Linked DNA regions of Danio rerio: region 2 is linked to region 1. The links are chromatin contacts, called in public Hi-C maps. All regions are on one chromosome and are shown on one strand. Each heading gives the region's core, a stretch centred on a gene start, on an enhancer-like site or on the middle of the called end of the contact. The rest is flanking DNA. Distances are from core to core; before and after follow the strand shown.

The links. Hi-C and Micro-C count contacts between places; a contact is called where the count stands out from the background.
Region 2: a contact with region 1 is called in a Hi-C map of an unstated tissue, with 2.5 times the contacts expected there. The contact joins two enhancer-like sites. A contact is called at or near these places in 3 of 18 Hi-C or Micro-C datasets (caudal fin, skeletal muscle and an unstated tissue) and 2 of 4 datasets of contacts at active chromatin or transcription factors (embryo and gastrula embryo).

Annotation. Positions count from the first base shown.
Region 1 is chr1:50,628,653-50,631,730 of GRCz12tu, forward strand. It overlaps a transcript of bcl9 not described here. Among named protein-coding and RNA genes, the nearest start is that of bcl9, 69 kb to the right of the region's middle. Within about 2 kb of position 1,584, at least 12 of the 62 cell types and tissues checked have an H3K27ac peak or open chromatin away from gene starts, as enhancers often do.
Region 2 is chr1:50,517,617-50,520,694 of GRCz12tu, forward strand. No RefSeq gene overlaps it. Among named protein-coding and RNA genes, the nearest start is that of morc3b, 33 kb to the left of the region's middle. Within about 2 kb of position 1,530, at least 11 of the 62 cell types and tissues checked have an H3K27ac peak or open chromatin away from gene starts, as enhancers often do.

The DNA of each region.
Region 1 (3,078 bases), core at 334-2,833:
GACGACTCAAGAAATGAACGGGTCAAATATTTGATAGACACCAATACTCTGATTTTAATATAATTAAGACAATACTCTGATTAAGAGTCTACCATGAATGAAATGTTCCTGAATGAAAGTGAAACTACCGAACTGCAGTTAAATTTGAAAATTTTCAAAATTATAATTACATTAATCTGCGAAGGAAACGGGGGAGAGCCTGGAGATGCAATGAGAGTAATGGATCTATGTGCTATAACATGTAACACGTAATCATGAAAGGAAACATTTGAAAAGTAACTCATTTAAACACCTTAATCATATTATTGTCCTATTTAGATTAAGGCAAATCATTAGATCACTGATGTCCATGTAAACATAGTCACAAACCCCAACCCTAGAAAAAAGGAGTTCACTGTTTCGCTGACAGCCTTTCCACAGGTTAGCAGTAAACCAATGTAATGTTAATTGTATAATACAAATTGTGCATTCAGGCTAAAAACAAATTATCAAAATAACATTTTAATGCAATTCATATATATAAAATATGAATTGATGTGTAGTTTAAACTTATAAATATATATTTATATTGTTTTATTGTAATCATTAAAATATTTTTTATAATTATTTTAACAGTTTTGTGCCTTAAAAGTATCGGTTCAGGCATCGTTTTGGCACTGGTACCATTTTAAAAGTATCGATTTAGCACTATTATCGAAATAACCCCAAACGATACCCAACCCTAGTTTTAAGCCAGTTTTTCCGTTTCTATGTGGATGTCAATATTCCTTAAAATGCTACAATGTTTAGACATGAAACTCTTTAAATCCACAAAAGAAAAATTTATAAAGATTGACCTGTGAACGAACTTGCCAGATTCAAACCTGAATCACTTGCAAAATGAGGTTTCACAGGAAAAAACGCTTTTCTTACTTAAGTTTTTGTTATTTCTAGTCCAAATATCTAAAACTTCCTAAACCTAGTAACATTTTCAAGAAAGGTCCAAAAAATGTCATCGCTTTTAGAAATATTATGTCAAAATTAAGCAAGTTTTTCTTTAAAAGAAGCTAAATAATCTGCCAAATAGGTAAGCAAATACCATATTGGCAGATTATTTAGCTTTTTTTTAAGGAAAAACTTGTGTAATTTTGACATAATATTTATAAAATCAAATAGACTTTTACTTTTCTAACAAAATGCTTCTTGATTTAAGAATTTGTAGATATTTGGACTAGAAACAAGACAAAAATGTTATGAAAGAATTATTTTTTTCAGTGTGGACATTAAGCTAATCACTACATCCTCGAAAAGTGTTACTTATACCAAGCACATGAGGCATTTTTGCTCTTGATTCTCTGCATAAAACTGTGGGTGTTTACCAGGGAAAGAGAGAAATGTTTCCTATTACAGTGACAGAGTGCGCAACACAGAGACGAATGAGATGAAGGTTGAAGGGAGAAGGAGGGTAGAGTGGCAAGAAGGAAATAAACATTCACGAAACGCAGAGAGAGAGAGAGAAGGACGGGCGAGGATGGATGAAGCAACTAAGCTATGCACGCTGCCAAAATTGTAGAAATAAATTAAAAAGGAGGAGCGTGGGCCTAGCAAAGGAAGTTTGTTTTGCTGTGACGTTTGCGCAGAGTCGAAAGATCTTCTGTCCTGTCGAGACGGATATGACTGCGGCCAAAAAAATCTTTCCTTCAGACTTCAGCCAAAAGTTGAAGAGAGATCACAGCTCTCTCACGCTGGCAGAACTGAATAATAATTAAAAGAAAAGTTTGTGTTTCACACATGATCACTCGAGCATTTCACTTCTTGCCTAATTAGTACACAGTAAAAAAAAAAAAAAAACTAGTTAAGCAAAGGCGTTATTTAATTTTGTAAACAACAATTAGACAGAAATTCATTCTGATAACTCGCTGTTTAATTCCGAGCTTTGATATGCTATTAGCGAATAAATTATGGTGCTTGATTAAATTGTTTGGTATTAAGTGGCACGCTGATGACATGGTAATTGTTCGTTTCAAAACACCTTTATGGGTTTTTATGCAGCTGAAGCAGTTGTAGTTGATATTTGACCCCGGAGGAATGACGCAAAAGCAAAACCAGAGGGAAAATATAGGGTTAAAAGAAATGGTTAAAAGAAACTGATTGAAGAATGACTATAGACTATCAATTTCATGAATCGTTTTATGCTTACAACTGCTTTTGGGGGGGTTATTTTTACATTTTGCTATTGTTTGCTTGAACACATGTAACGTTTTATTATTTTTGATTCACATACACTACCTGACAAAAGTCTTGTCGTCCATCCAAGTTTTAGGAACAACAAATAGTTTGACTTCTAGTTGATCATTTGGTATCAGGAGTGACTTATGTGAAAGGCAAAGACCTTTAAATTACACTTATTTGACCAAAATAAAATATGATCAAGCTTTAATTTTATTTTTTTAATTAGGACAGTAAGGTCTGACTTTGCAAAAGTGTTGTCACTTAACAGAAGTAATATACAGTGTAGAATATGAAGTCACAGTGCAATGGAAAAATAATGAATATTGTGTATGACTCCCATGAGCTTGGAGGACTGCATCCATACATCTCTGCAATGACTCAAATAACTTATTAATAAAGTCATCTGAAATGGCAAAGAAAGCGTTCTTGAAGGACTCCCAGAGTCAATTAAGATTCTTTGGAGTCATCTTTAATGCCTTCTCCTGCATCTTACCCCAGATATGCTCAATAATGTTCATGTCTGGTGATTGGGCTGTCCAGTCCAGGATAAAACAAGATTATGTGACACTGATAAAGCAAGTGAATGCTCCATATTTTATATTACTGCACAGAGAGTTCACATTTTAAACTTCAATTAATCTCACGTATTCATGTAATGCAAAATCACAGGATAATTTACCAAACTTGAAATTTCAAATGCTGCAGCATGCGAAATTCGTTGCACTAGCTTGTGTGTCTAATTTCCTGCATTCACATGCATATGAATGGGGCGAAAAGAGCAGTATGACTACAGCTTTAATCATATGTTGGTGAATTTTGCATAGAGTAAATGACATTTTGACTAGCGTCGTGAGCGAAATACTGAAT
Region 2 (3,078 bases), core at 280-2,779, 110 kb before region 1:
TTATTATAAGTGTGATAGTATTTTAAAATTTGGGAAATATTGCATAAAAAAAATCATAAGTATAAAACATTTGCCATGTTAACCTAATTAACCTAGTTAAGCCTTTAAATGTCACTTTAAGCTGTATAGAAGTGTCTTGAAAAATATCTAGCCAAATATTATTTAGTCATCATGACTAAGAGTAGGTAGTGCTCGTATATATATATATATATATATATATATATATATATATATATATATATATATATATATATATATATATATATATATATATATATATATATATATATATATATATGTGTGTGTGTATATATAGAGTACATATTTTTATTTCTTATTTATATTTAAAACAGTCAACAACGTACATATAGCACATACATTTTATATCAAGGGTTAAGATGAAAAAACCTCTAAAGGCCATCTAAAATATTCTCCTAAAATGAGCATTTTTCTCAGCCTTCTATATTTATATTCAGTTATTTCACTTTAGAGGCAATGAACAGAACTTATTCGTCACTATAAAAGTAAAATTACACACAGGAGTTGGGGACATATATTTTATATACAGTGCTCAGCATATATAAGTACACCCCTATCACTTAAATTCATATTTTTAATAGGAAAAATAAAACTATTATGTTTAGAAATGTGTTGAAGAAATCTTCAGTCCGTTAAACAGAAATTGGGGAAAAAAATCAGGGGGGCTAATAATTCTGACTTCAACTATATATATATATATATATATATATATATATATATATATATATATATATATATATATATATATATATATATATATATATATATATATATATATATATAATTAATGACTTTTTAATTTATGGCTTCATTAATTTACAGAAACCTTAGACAATTATGACGATGAGGAACTTCAGGTATTATTTGTGAAATTGATGAGCATTAAAGAAAAAACTATAGCGAGTTAGCTACGTTAAAGCAACTTTATTTTTTCATCAGAAAGTACTGAGAGGCTTGTGTCGACATTGGCAAATATTTGATAAAATTTTGACCTCAAAATTTGTTGATGTGTTATTGATCTGCTCAAAAGCATTCCCTCAAATGTCCACAAGGGGACGCTCAGTCTCCAAAACATCCTGCAAACACAATCTCATCCTATATATTTCACACAAAAGCTCAAGAATATGCGCGATCTCTCCGGAAAACACAAGAACGCATCAATTATTTACACTAAGGTCATGTCTGTTGCTATTCCTTTTACCAAAGCAACTAAAAAGCAGCAGGGCATTAGGAATCAGTGTGCAGTTATTAAATAATTAAGGCATTACAGACTGCATCTGTATACTGATGATAGCGATAGACGGCTCTTTTCAGTAAAGCGTTCATTTCAAATCCATCGCGCTTTCCTGTAGATTTAATAAAGTGATTACACGTATGTAGCCTAAATATAATGTTTAAATAATGCATATGTAGCATTTGGGAGAGTCCCGGTCCCCTTAAGCAATGGCAGCGTCACTGGGGATTGAGATCGTGATTGAATTCGGTCTGAAGTCGTAATGAGGACACAAAAGAGACGCATATTTGCCTGCTGTCTCAATGCGGCTCAGTGTTGCTCATCTGCTTGTGTCTCTCTAGAAACACCATTAAGAGTCGAGGGGTTGACTCTAGAGAGAGAGATGAGATAAAGATATGATGAAAAGCCTTTTATTTAATTTAATTTAATTTAATTTAATTTAATTTAATTTAATTTAATTTTATTTAATTTTATTTTATTTTATTTTATTTTATTTTATTTTATTTTGTTTTATTTAATTTAATTTAATTTAATTTAATTTTATTTTATTTTTCATAGTGAGAATAAAGCATGAACATTTTCATCCATTCATTTACCTTTGGCTTAGTCCCTTTATTTATCAGGGGTCGCCACAGCGTAAAGAACTGCCAACTATTCCGGCATATGTTTTACGCAGCGGATGCCCTTCCAGCCACAACCCAGTACTGGTAAACATCCATACACTCTCGCATGCACACACATACACTTGGGCCAATTTAGCTTTTTCAATTCATCTATATCACAAGTCTTTGGACTGTGGGGGAAACCGGATCACCCAGAGGAAACCCACACCAACACCGGGAGAGAACATGCAAACTCCACACCGAAATTTTAATATTAAGTCATGATTGAATTGCCTCTTGTTATAGTTATGAAATAGTTTGACAACAAGCAGGAAATGTTCAAGTGCCAATGACATCAGCACATTGAAATGGTCTATATCTTAAGAACGGTATAGCAGAACATTTTAATGGTTTTTAAACCTTTACTTTTTCAAACCGCGGTAAACCTTGAAATTGATTATCGTCCCATGCCTAATATATATATATATATATATATATATATATATATATATATATATATATATATATATATATATATATATATATATATATATATATATATTTATAAAACAGGTTTATAAAACGGCTGTATTTATTAAAATAACATTATAGTCGCTGTGTAGTGGTGCAGTGGGTAGTGCTGTTGCCTCAAAGCAAGAAGGTTGCTGGTTTAAGTCCCGGCTGGGTCAGGTGGCATTTCGGTGTGAAGTTTGCATGTTCTCCTCATGTTGGCATGAGTTTCCTCTGGGTGTTTTGGTCTCCCCCACTATCCAAACACATAGGTGAATTGGAAAATTCATTCATTCATTTTCTTGTCGGCTTAGTCCCTTTATTGATCCGGGGTCGCCACAGCGGAATGAACTGCCAACTTATCCAGCACGTTTTAACGCAGCGAATGGCCGTCCAGCTACAACCCATCTCTGGGAAACATCCACACACATACACTCATGCACTACGGACACTTTAGCCTACCCAATTCACCTGTACCGCATGTCGTTGGACTGTGGGGTAAACCAGAGCACCCGGAGGAAACCCACGTGAAGGCAGGGAGAACATGCAAACTCCACACAGAAATGCCAACTGAGCCGAGGCTCAACCCAGCGACCTTCTTGCTGTGAGGTGACATCACTACTGCGCCACTGCTCCGCCCTGAATTGGAAAATATTCCTGAAAATATTAATTTAAATGAGAGATTTGTAAAGG